3 separate regions of the Mus musculus genome follow, and all the other regions are linked to region 2. Evidence: chromatin contacts called from public Hi-C and HiChIP or PLAC-seq data. All regions are on one chromosome and are shown on one strand. Each heading gives the region's core, a stretch centred on a gene start, on an enhancer-like site or on the middle of the called end of the contact. The rest is flanking DNA. Distances are from core to core; before and after follow the strand shown.

Region 1 (3,984 bases), core at 372-2,871, 180 kb before region 2:
AAAGCAGCACTTGCCACCAAGCACATGCAAGTGAGTACTAACCCAGACATTGGGTTTGTTATGAAGACTAGCAGGATGGTAAGGCGGTAAGCTTTGCCACGGCTAATTCCTAGTCAAGGAAATTATTTATTAAGTTTTCACTCAAATACTCTCCAGAAATCTTCACAGAGAGATAACGAGTTTTCAACAAATCAATGTTGACATGGAGGAAAGTTAATGCCTACAGGCTTTCCCTGTCTGTAATAACAACTGACCATAGCAGAACTCAAGCACAAGGCAGACAAGAACGAAGTTATTTTCTTCCAGACTGATCATGAGGTTTCCTTACCTGTCATGTGGTACCTAGTATTTGCAAAAGAGTGAAGTGAGGAGCAGAGCACAGAGTGATGAGCAAGGGAATCAGGGACAGAGCCATCATCTTGCAGTGACCCACAGTAGGCATTTAAAGCTTGATGTCTGGCCTCTGTCCACCTCTTGCTGGCCTCTGCCAGCACTGTCTTCTCCCTCTGCCATTTTTCTTTACTCCGTTTAGGCTTGTTTCTGGCTTAAGGCCATCAAACCTATGTAGTTTCTACAGGGTCATTTATTTTACACGCCAATGTTTGAATGGCACATCTGGAGGAATAGGACACTGTGCTGCAGATTTGCCTTAGTGAAACTGTTGTAACTTCTGCAAAATTTGGGGTACTAAACCTGTCCTAGCAGGCAGTTGTAATGAACAAGGAAATCTTCATTCTAGGGCAGCTACTGCTGTTTGTGTCTGTCCTCTGACTTGCCTCCCAAAGTAATCTCTTCTTCTCTCTTTTCTTCCTCTGTCTGTATAACACACACACACACACACACACACACACACACACACACACACCCCTGCATGCATAGGTTTGAAAACTTTAAAAAGCAACTTAAAACCTTTATGATCTATGGACAATTTTACACAGTAATATACATTTAGAACATCTTTGCTCTGTTTCCATTTCTTAACAGCCACAAAGCTCTCAAGTCATTTTTGAAGACAGTGGTAAATATTCTAATTTTAAAGTCATAGCTCAGTTCACATTCACAGTGGTTGTAGACTCTCTCAGTAGTGAATTTCCACGTCGCACAGATGTATGGAAAACACAAGTCTTCATGTGTAACTAGAACAAGAGTAACAGGAGCGCAATCCTGAAGAATGACTCTCCAATATTTGAAAATCCTCCAGAACAACCTTTTCTTGGGAAAGCTATAAAAAGAGTCAGTTTTGCCTGAGTCAGAGCAATTTTTCTAACAGCACCCTCCAGAGCTATGAAAAATTGGCATTCTCTATGACAGATAAAATTTGGAAGTTGGCTCGTAAAGCCTCCCAAGATGTCTGCACTCATTTTCTCCATTAATTCTGGAGAGAAGGTTATCACAAACTGCCCATCAATGGGTTTGTAAATAAAGTTTTATTGTGTCACAGACATACATATTCCTTTGTTTACACATTTGTCTATTGTTGTTCTATGGGTTTAAGAGTAGACCTGAATTGGCCTAATCACACGCACAGTTTCTAACATATTTACAGTGTTGTACTTTCTACAGCACGTGTGTTGTCCTTTGACCTACAAGGACTCCCTTCTTCCATCTGGCCTTCTGACTAACAACGTAAGGATGTCTGGGGTGTGGACTCACTCTGCTCTCTTTGTAAACTTCTGTGTAACCTGAGTCGAGCCAGAGGTTGATTTCCTTAGCCTAAGTTCCTGTTTGCAAAGCAAAGGAAGTTGGTTCAGGTGATCCCCTATTCCTTGTTCAATTCCTTCTAAATTTCTGGGTTCTAAGGAGAATGCGAGCTTTCTTTATCATGTTGTTTTTAACCAGGGATGCTTATAAATTAAAAAAGACTTTCCACAAAACCCAGCGTACTCTGAAACAATTCAAGTCTTTTCTAGTATTCATCAACCGAGCAACCTGCCTCATGAGCTATCATGGCCATGCTGCAGGCTGCAAAGGTGCTGCAGAGACCATAAGGTCAGGTGCACAACTGCTTCACACTTTCCTCCCTCAGACACCCTACCTGCTTATGCCAGGCACGAACTCTCTTCTCTTCTCTGTAGGGTTGTGAAATTGGGTTGAGTGCCCTACTTCTGCTGCAGTGCAGAAATGACAGGAGTTACTACATCCAAAGGGCACGTTTGAGTTCCTGATAGAGACAAAACTCCCTTGCCTTAGTAGGACTGGATTTCTTTCTGTCAAAAGCTTCAGTGGCATTGGCATGTTCTGCATGGTATAATTCTTTCATTAGACACTTAGCATAACCCTGGATGAAAGAAGTGTCACTATAGTAAGAATAATCTTGTTTCCCAAATCCCCACAACAGCTGCTGGATCCTTCTCTAGCTGCTGCCTTGACAAAATAAAAGATGTGAGAGGTTATGTTATCTTAAAAATGAAATCAGGGAGATGGCAGAAAACACTCAATGGTAATAGCCATGATTTAAATCCCTGAAGTCCTATCATCTTTAAAATAAACATTTCTCTTACACATTCTTTCTTCCTGCTCAATAAAAAGGGATGTCTTCGAGTCTCTAAACCACAAAGGATTGGTCCTTAATTTCCATAGCAGGAGGTTTTAGTTGTGAAGCGGCTTACGTAGAATTTAGAAGGCACAATGAACACTATTCACTTTAAGACATTATTTTTCAAAGCAGAAAGAAGTGACTTTCAAGTGGAGACACTTGAATTTTTTAAAAAACAAAACCTGAAGAGAAGTAACACTATAGATAACATTTTGAGCTTGCTCATCATCTTTACACTTTACAGGACATGGGACGGCACTACACATACCGTACATCCTTGAGCTTGCACAAGGACCTGTGCTCGCCCCTGTGTGCTTTCCCTTGCAAGAAAAAGAGGTAAGTGCCACCTATCATGTCTGCTTGATCATCTTCCCAAATATCAAAGAACAATACTATCACCCACCCCCACCCACGACCTCTACTGGATGCTAACAGTTTTCTGAATGTGCACTAGCCAACAGGGATTTTCAGAAGTGGAAATCTGCACTGGTAGCTTCAGTAGAAGAGCAATGGTGCACTGACTCCCCGAGCCACGGCTCTCTCTGGGCCTTCCCCACCGATAGCTGTGTGTTGTAGGATTTTACCTTCTCTCCCTGGCTCGATAGCCTCCCACTCATCCTTTCAGTCCCATGTCTGACCCACTCCTCACCAGCTTGTGGATGCTTGGAGAATAGAGGGATCTATAAAACCAGTGGTTTGTTTGGAAAGTCTTCCAGGATGACCTCAGCCCACATTGATCTCTACCTTCCTGAAGTCCTTTGAGACTCACTGCCTAACCCAGACAATTAACACCTGATTATCCTTGGCTCTGACCACCTGCAAAACACACACACACACACACACACACACACACACATACACACACACTTCTTTTTGATAATTATTTCAACATGAGTTAGTTTCCCCTCTCGAATCAAACTTGTGAATGGAGCCATCTTTCCTAGGTGCATAGTAAACAACCAATATTTTTTCCTTTTTTTCCTCAATAAATAAAAGTTTCCATATGGCATTCACAGAGATCATTTGTTACTTGTGGCTTGGTGGCTACAAACCAAATCTATGGGTCAGAACAGCAATAGGGCAGAAAAGCCTTACCCTTCCAATGAGGAATTTAAAAAATAAACAAATAAAAAAGAATATGCAGATTAGATTAAAGACAGTAGTTCAGAAAATATTTGCAGGACAGAATGTCTAAATATTTAAGGGGGACTTAAATAAACAAGAAGAAAACATACACACACACAAACACATACATACAAACACATTCACACTAAAATATACACAAACACACATACTCATAAACACACTCATACACTCACACACACACATACAAACACACACAAATACAAACACACACTCACAAAAACACACAGACTTACACACACACACTTGTACACATAAGCATACACTCACATACCACATTTACTTCTATGTCAATGTACATTTAC
Region 2 (3,672 bases), core at 397-2,896:
TTTCTTTTTTGTGAGATCATGTATTTTTGAGTTAGACAAGTGGAAAATAACAATCCTGGAGGCCAAGCTTTTATTTTTTAATCTTTTTCATCATAACAACTTTTCAACAGCTAAACCACTTCAGTAAATATGAGTAAAGAGACAGAGGGCCCAGTCACAGCACATGTTTACAACTAAGTTAGAGACTCTTAAAAATAGGGTGTTTGATGGTCCACTGCCAAGATAGGAACTCCAGCAGCCTGGGGTGCCCAGCTAATAAGAACAGTCCCTGTGCCGATGTCCCAGGAAAAAGCTGCAAGCCAGGCCTCAAATATTCACTAAGAAGGTCCTTAATGAAAGGGAGAGACATTATTTAAATGCAGAGGTTAAGGTGAGAGGGCAGGAAGCCTGCAAATGTGAGAGGTCACTTAGAAACCAAGCCTAAGAGACTGTTTACTAGGGCTCTCACCTGCAGAAGAGAATGAAAGAAACCTGCAGAAAAAAAGCAGACCTGGGGACAGCTAAACAGGGCAATGGTGCCCAGATAGATAACACAACAGACAAGAAGGCCCAGGGTTAGGGAATCAGGCACAAAACAAGGTACATTTGATTTCAGCCCCGATTCCTGAGCCTGGAGTGAGCAGAACACAGACTAGTAATCAACTCAAGAGCTCTCCCGGAGCTTGTGCTCTGGACAACAATCTCACTACTCCAGCATTCCTAGGATTCTTCTTCCTCTCACCCCAAGCCTTGACTTCAGGTTCTTCAGGCCTTGGAGCACTTTGGGAATCTGACAAAACCATGGAGCGGACCCACACTGAACATGCTTGTAACACACAGCAGAGGAACATGAAGTCAAGGAGCGAAGTCTCCTGCCTCTTAGCACAGAAAGCTCCTGACAAGAGTGCTTGGGGAACTGCAGTCTTTTCCTCTCCATTCCTGGGCCGAGGGCAGGATTTAGATGAAACAACAGATTTCCTGAGAAGTGTTATGGAAGCTTATAGCAAGATCTAATTCCCAAAAGAAAACCCCAAGGATGGCTTTTATGTTCTGGGCCTCATGCTCACCATCTCCTCACTTTCTGTGGCCATTCCCATCCAAAGAACAACTCTTCCAGAATTTATACCACGGAGACAGTGTCTGCAGGATTTTCATGTGTAAGGATTTTAGAGAGAGTGATCTAGTTGCAAGTAGGGAAAGAAGTCTCCACACCACACTTACAGAACAGAGGCCGCAATATCTGTAAGGGATCTATAAGGTAAAGGCAGTTTATTTCTAAACATAAACTTGTTTTCCAGATGGACTGTAGCCTCCTCACAACATAGTCAGATCTGGAACCATTCCTCCACAAGAATTAACATTCCATCTGGAATGCACACTGGAGATACTCCATGGCTGGTTCCTGAGCATAAAGAGTCTATCCCAGAGACCAGCCATGCCCACGGGGCCAGTGAGGATAATGACTCAGCATCGTTCTCCTTCCCAGTGAGCACACGTTTTATTTCAGAAACCTCCACAGGCCTTCCAGGTGGCTGTAGAAACCTATCCCAGAATGCAAGCCAAAGCATATCTGTCATTCACGAACTACATGTTCCAGCACTTTCTGAGGCTTAGAAAACAGGAGACAGGCAACTCAAAGAGTGATCTATAGCCTTAGGCATTCCTACTGAGCTGCATCTGCAGCTAAGATGACTCTTCATGTCTAATCAGCACTGGATTGCAAATACTTTGTTGTACTTGCTTCAAAACTCAGGCCTGGATCAGACGTGAGCTGGAGTCTGAGGACACCTGCGTGAGTGTCTTCTACACTCAGCAAGGGACATTGGTTAGAGGTAATAGGACTCTAGCAGCTAGCAACAGTTCAAACTCTTACTGTACCACTACTCAGTCCCTATCTGTCAAATGGGAATAATGTCATGGTTTAAGTACAGGGATATGAGTTAATACTTCAAAAACATTTAGAATAGTGCTTGAAAAATTAGACATATAATGTGATTTTAAATAAGCATGCTGTACTGGAAGGCCATGGTGAAGAACAATATTTCTCACTCTATGCATAGTACACGGTAGAAGGGGTTGTGATCTCAAATTTTCATACTTGTAAAAGCTGGGAGTAGTGGTGCCCAACTTTAATCTCAGCACTTGGGAAGCAGAAGTGAATCTCTGTGAGTTTGAGGTCAGTCCTGTCTACATAGTGAGTTCCAGGATAGCCAGGACTACATCATGAGACCTTGACTCACAAGCAAACAACATGTTTGTGAGGCTGCTCAGTCAGTTTAGTCAGCCACAAAGGCCTGAGTTCAGTCCCCAGAATTCACATACAAAAAGCAAGGGCAGGTACTATGTGTTTGGAATCCTGTTACTGGGGAAGTAGAGATAGGCGCATCCCTGGGGCTCTCTGGCCAGCTAGCTTAGCATACTTGCTGAATTCCAGAATTCCAGGTAGTGAAAGGCCATGTTTCAAAACAGCAAACAGACACACAACAAACAAGCAAAGAAGATAGATAACACCCGAGGAACGCAGCAGATACATCCTCTGGCCTCAACACGTGGACACATATGTACCTACATGTATATATATTTATATATATGCAAGCATTCACACACAGACACAAAAGTTTGTGTTTGTATATTTGCCAGTATTGTTCAACATCCACTGAGTGATGCATGTCAGACGTCTGACACCATGGTGGAACTTTAACTTGAAATAAATAAAGCATATTTTTATCTCCATCAAAAACCTCATCGATTATGATTCTTGCCACTTTCTTCTGGTAAAAGAAAACATTCATCAACTTAAAGAAATGTATTCTCCACTTGGATTTGATTGCATACAAAAGTTTCTTCTAAGCAAAGAGCTGCAGATCTTTCCTTTAAGTCCCATCCAAGATATTACTCAGAAAAGACTTAACAGGAAGGAGAAAAGCTTAAAGACCAGTTGTGGGTCCTGTGAATATCCATGGAGAATTTCCTTTGAGCCCTTACTTCAGAGGACTCTGCAGCCCTTCTCCATGACCCTGCTAGTGGACTCCTAGGAGTCATCAGAAATGCAGCAGCTGAGTGTTTAGTTTCCTAAATTAAACCATACTCTTGTCTTGACTTGTTTTCTTGCAAATTAATGATTGAAATAAGAAAAAATAAGAATAAGAAAAAAAGGCTCCTTTCCAGTCTCCTTTATTCTAGTTTGGTGTGCCTAGAGAGTCCAACACCCTCACTCCATTCATGATTGCCATTCCTTCTAGGAAAGTCATTGGCTTTGAGTTCCTAGTGGGTGAGCTTGCGAAGGTCAAGACCTTCACTGGCCCAGTCTACCCGCAAACGCAGTTAAGGATTTGTAACCCTACTTCCTCGAGGTTGCTGTCAGTGTGCCCTGTAGTGGACTGCAGGCTTGCAGGCTTAGCACAAACAGGTCTAAGCCCTTCCCACTTGTCTGTAAAATCAGCTCTGCAGAGAACATGTGGAGACGATGTGTGGACCTGCTATCCATACATAGCATAGCTGTATTTAACAGTATTGTTCCTCAATTTCTCCAAGTCTGTTTCTCATTTGTAGAGTACAAATAGCTATAGTGGCAGCTTAGTTATAGCACCAGGTTTCTGTGAGGAAAAGGTGGATGGTACCATGTTAGGTACTGCTTTTATTACAGCCAGTGCTCCTGCATGCTTCCTGACAGTTGGCTGTGTCCCCCGCCCC
Region 3 (4,221 bases), core at 1,238-3,737, 150 kb before region 2:
GGGAAAAACCACAGACGGGGAATGGGGGATGGGAAATGGGGAATGGGGGATAGGGAATGGGCAAAATATAGGCTGAAGCTGGACCTGGGTTGATCTGAGATGTGTTCTAACACTCTCAGTATTTAAGGCCTTTTGTTTTGTGTAGATACATTTCCCCTTATATACTAATCCACAGATTTTCTGCTATTTGGAGACCACGCAAACACAAACAAAACACATTTTAAAAATTGATAGAGCTGTGAAGCCAGGCCTGCAAGTCAGTAATGGGGTGCCTGAGCTCAGGCACAGATTCTACACTTTCCCTTCATCCTTCTCTGCTGCCTTTGCAGGGGCCCTGCTGGCCCAGAACTGCCCTACAACTTCCTGTTCCCTGCAGACCCAGGGGCTGTGTTCAGCCTTCCATCTGAAGACACATTCGGCTTACCCTTCTAAGCTCAGCTGAGACATGACTTCCAAGGAAGCCGTTCCCGACCGTGGCTTATCATGCAAAGTCGGTTCCTTGGACATGTGTTCACAGAAACCTGTATTTGTCCTCTGTAGTTTTATCCTGGTTACAAACAAGTATTTGATGCTTGTCTTTCCATGTCACCTGGCGTCACCACAGGCATGTGGACTGTGATTCTGATTATGCAGGGTGGGTGGCTAATAAATATTTATTAAATAGAAGACACGCAGACATTCCTTATTCTAAACTAACCAATGAACTGAGCTGATGCTGAGTATAACTCAATCCTCTTCAACACCTGAGACCACCCAAGCAGATCAGCTGAGAACACACACTGTTTGGCTGGGCTACCTGCTACAGTTCTCTTAACAGATATCCAGGAAGAGGAAGTAGAACCCAGAGCCACCTGAGAAGACAGGATATGCCACATAGAAAGAAAGGAATATTTCTGGTCCGAAGGTAGTGTCAAACTCAGATTCAGCAAATTATTGCAAGAATAAAACCATGAACAGCAAGAAGAAAACTGCAAAAAAAGAAGCAGTATTACCTTGGAAATGTAAACTCCAGTTGTCAAAACACAGACACGATACAGTTTTCTCATTCCAGGTCATACACTGAGCATTTTGAAAGGTTATTCTGTGGGAAAACATTTCCAATTGTGCAGTGCAGTTGTAGAAAAACCTTGGGATTTACACAAACTTTGTTTTCATGCCAAATTTCCAGGAGGCCTTCTATTCCCTTAAGGGAGAGACACTGGCTTGTATCACTGTTTAATATCACAGCTCTCTACAACTGGGAAACTTCCCCTAGCATCCCAAAGTTAATCTTTGTTTTGCTGAGACAGGGTCCCATTATGTAGCTTTTGCTGGCCTGGAACTTGCTATGTAGACCAGAACTAACAGGTCCACCTGCCTCTGCCTCCTGAGCACTGGGATTAAAAGCCTGTACCACCACGTCCACCACGTCCAGCTGAGCGTGACCTGTTGGTACTCTTTCTCCTTCAGTAGGCAGCAGGTTCTTCAATAGGAATCTGGCGACCTCTTGGGATCTCACTGCTAAGCACCGTTCAGGCTCACAATTCGAACCCACTGTGCATTTTCTGTGAATAAACAAGATGCAGGTGTCGATTGGGCATTCAGCAAATATGCGCTGAATGGAATCTTGGATGTTCGATGTGGAATGACTTCTCTTTCAAGGTATTTGTTCAGTCAGCTTAACAACAGTGTCTACCATCTAGGAAATTCTTTGTTATGAGGAAATACTAGGAAAGGACCTTTGGCTTTTTAGGTTGGTGTCAACTGAAATGAAAACATTCTCTGTATCATTTGTAAGTGCAAGGGCTATGCAAAACTGAACATTTTTATTTGTTCTTAATTATTTAAAGATTATTTGTAAGTTTGTGTGTGTGTGTGTGTGTGTGTGTGTGTGTGTAGATATGCTTCCACTCATGCTTACGGGTGGTTTGGGAGGCCAGAAGAGGACATCCAATTCACTGGAGCTGGGGTTTGGGTACTTGTAAGATTGTCTGATGGAACTCCAGTGCTCTGCAAGAACAGCAAGCACTCTGAGCCCCCAACCTCTTCAGCTCCTAAACCTGAAATTTAAAAAATTCTAGAGCATTCCTCTGTCCACAAGCTGGATGGCTGTCTGGTTCCCTTTTCATGCTATGTCCTGGGGTTCTGGAAGTGTAGGCAAGGAGGAAATGAAGAGGCAGAAGGTGATGCACACTAGATGAGCAGCAAGAGACAGACAAAGGAGCAGGGGAGGACGGAGGGGAGAGGAAGAGAAAAAGACGCTACAGAAAGAGCAAAATTGCAGTCCAGTTCTTCCTGCTCCCGTGGCGCTCACGCCTGTTTCTGACCAAAGTCATCTCTCTACCTGAGCCTGCGCCTAGAGCTAATTATCTTGTATCCTCCCCAGGATTTTGATACCTTTTGGATCCTGGTGGCTAACATCATTGGTTACCAGAACGAGCAGTAGCACAGACACTGGAAAAACACCAGCGGAGGGAAACACCGTCAATCTTCATAGTTACAGAAAAAGAACTTTTTCTGCCTACTTCATAACCGTCTCATTTTAGTTGTATAGAGTACTGACTAAACATATGTGGACATGGACTCTGGTGCCTGAGTACAATGTGGTCCTGACCTGGTTAAAACTATAACAAAAATATATTAATGGCAAGAAAAATAGGTGACTTTAAAACTGTGGATTGTATGTTGTAGTGCCCAAAGCAGAATGAAACTGAAAGAGGCCACTTGAAGGAACTTGCATGTGTTCAGAAGCCACATCCTGTTGTTATCTGAGGCCCAAGGCAAAGAAGCAAGGAGGCGAGCGTCTTCACTGCCATGCCCTGAGTTGTGATTTGCTGTACACATCTCCAAAGACAGAATTCCCTTCATCTGCTAACCAGCATCCCTGGTGCCACCACTGCCTAGCCCAACTTTTGTGAGCAAACGTTCAAGACACAGAATACAGTGGTCAAACTTAGAGGTCTGGGAAGCGAACAGACTTGATCCCAGCTAAATCTCCTATGACTCAAGGGGCCAAAAAAAAAAGAGCAAAAATTCCAGGCCTGATGGGGCCAGCCAGAAAAGAACAATGTGAAATACCTGATTTTAATTTCTTGTCTTTATTTATTGGGTTGAAATACATGTGGTCTTGCTTCAAGCAAAACCCCTACCCTTTGTTCAGGGAGTTATAAGAGACAAGGACTGGTCCGGTGGAGGGGAAAAGGGATGACATTTTTGTTTGTTTGTTTGTTTTTTGTAGGCATAAAGATCAAACAAATCAAAACCTGGACGTCTCCCAGAGCTTACCAAAGTGGGAAACAAAGCAGGCAAAGCAGGCAGCTCTGTGGTGCACTAATTGCTGCCTGCTATTTTCAACTTGTGTCTTGAAGGTCCTCCTTCATGTAGCTACCCTATCCATCAGGTCCTCCTAAAGGCTACCTGAAGTCTTGGTAATTTCCTAAGAGAAAAACGGCCCACTCAGATGTTCCACCAACTAAGCCTTCTTTTCCTCAGATGGTTCCCCTGCCTTCTGGTGAGTATGTGTTGATAGACTACAGGAAATAGACTGAGATTATTTGTCTGACTGTGTTTACCCCTTGAACTCTCGCTTAGCCTTCCTAGGGTGGGAAGGTGAGCCAAGGATCCTGAGGAGCTCTTCTCTCAAGTGCCCTTCCCCCTAATGTTTTAGAGTGAGAACTGTGGGGAGTAGGGTGGGAAACTGGTCTCCATCTGGAAGCGTTTACACCCTGTGGTGTCTTTAGCTGCAGTCATTTGTCCAGAGTTCCCCACTTATGAAGCATCTTGCTTTTCTCCAGTGAGCATACTGAAGACAACTGTTTGCAAATCCATTTCATGTCACAGTACAGAGGCTCCTTCAAGCTAAGCCAGGCTGAAGAGGCCAGTCATGAGTCATATAGTCTTTCCACACAGACAGTTCCAGGAGAAAGTTTTCCCTTGTGTTGACAGTAGCCACCAGCGTACCTTCTCAGGTCAGGGAGTAGTAATCAAATCAAGTTTCTGTGTGGAAGGCCTCAACTCCTCTTCATGAAACCTCAACATCGCCTTCCCTGAAAGTCTTGGTGGATAACAGGTCTAAGGTCAACACAAGGTATTTTCAATCCTTTTTGGGTTCAATATAAATTATCCGGGGGCTGGTAAGATGGCTGGGTAGGTAAGTGTGCTTAATGCCAACCCTGGCAACCTGAGCTTGATCCCTAGAACCCACATGGCAGAAGGAGACAACTGACCTTCACAAGTTGCTAT

What was found. A called contact is a pair of places that touch in the nucleus more often than the background predicts. HiChIP or PLAC-seq counts read pairs in DNA pulled down with a chosen protein or histone mark.
Region 1: an H3K27ac HiChIP or PLAC-seq map of embryonic fibroblasts shows a contact between it and region 2, with 14 read pairs. The contact joins two enhancer-like sites. A contact is called at or near these places in 1 of 15 datasets of contacts at CTCF or cohesin (the NIH/3T3 cell line), 6 of 484 Hi-C or Micro-C datasets (bone marrow-derived macrophages, brown adipocytes, cochlea and 3 more), 13 of 115 datasets of contacts at active chromatin or transcription factors (CD8 T cells, bone marrow-derived macrophages, double positive thymocytes and 8 more) and 2 of 9 other capture datasets (adipose tissue and liver).
Region 3: a Hi-C map of bone marrow-derived macrophages shows a contact between it and region 2, with 26 read pairs. The contact joins two enhancer-like sites. A contact is called at or near these places in 2 of 15 datasets of contacts at CTCF or cohesin (CD8 T cells and the NIH/3T3 cell line), 7 of 484 Hi-C or Micro-C datasets (B cells, CD4 T cells, CD8 T cells and 3 more), 19 of 115 datasets of contacts at active chromatin or transcription factors (the 230-238 cell line, CD8 T cells, the HPC-7 cell line and 15 more) and 2 of 9 other capture datasets (adipose tissue and liver).

What each region holds. Positions count from the first base shown.
Region 1 is chr9:13,489,683-13,493,666 of GRCm38.p6, reverse strand. All of the region lies in intron 1 of Maml2 (mastermind like transcriptional coactivator 2), which reads right to left. Among named protein-coding and RNA genes, the nearest start is that of Phxr4, 60 kb to the right of the region's middle. Within about 2 kb of position 1,621, at least 33 of the 459 cell types and tissues checked have an H3K27ac peak or open chromatin away from gene starts, as enhancers often do. A contact at or near this core is called in the NIH/3T3 cell line and embryonic fibroblasts, where this site is marked.
Region 2 is chr9:13,312,670-13,316,341 of GRCm38.p6, reverse strand. The region is part of intron 1 of Maml2 (mastermind like transcriptional coactivator 2); the gene reads right to left. Among named protein-coding and RNA genes, the nearest start is that of Maml2, 17 kb to the right of the region's middle. Within about 2 kb of position 1,646, at least 60 of the 459 cell types and tissues checked have an H3K27ac peak or open chromatin away from gene starts, as enhancers often do. A contact at or near this core is called in the NIH/3T3 cell line, adipose tissue, bone marrow-derived macrophages and 1 more, where this site is marked.
Region 3 is chr9:13,465,112-13,469,332 of GRCm38.p6, reverse strand. The region is part of intron 1 of Maml2 (mastermind like transcriptional coactivator 2); the gene reads right to left. Among named protein-coding and RNA genes, the nearest start is that of Phxr4, 36 kb to the right of the region's middle. Within about 2 kb of position 2,487, at least 89 of the 459 cell types and tissues checked have an H3K27ac peak or open chromatin away from gene starts, as enhancers often do. A contact at or near this core is called in adipose tissue and bone marrow-derived macrophages, where this site is marked.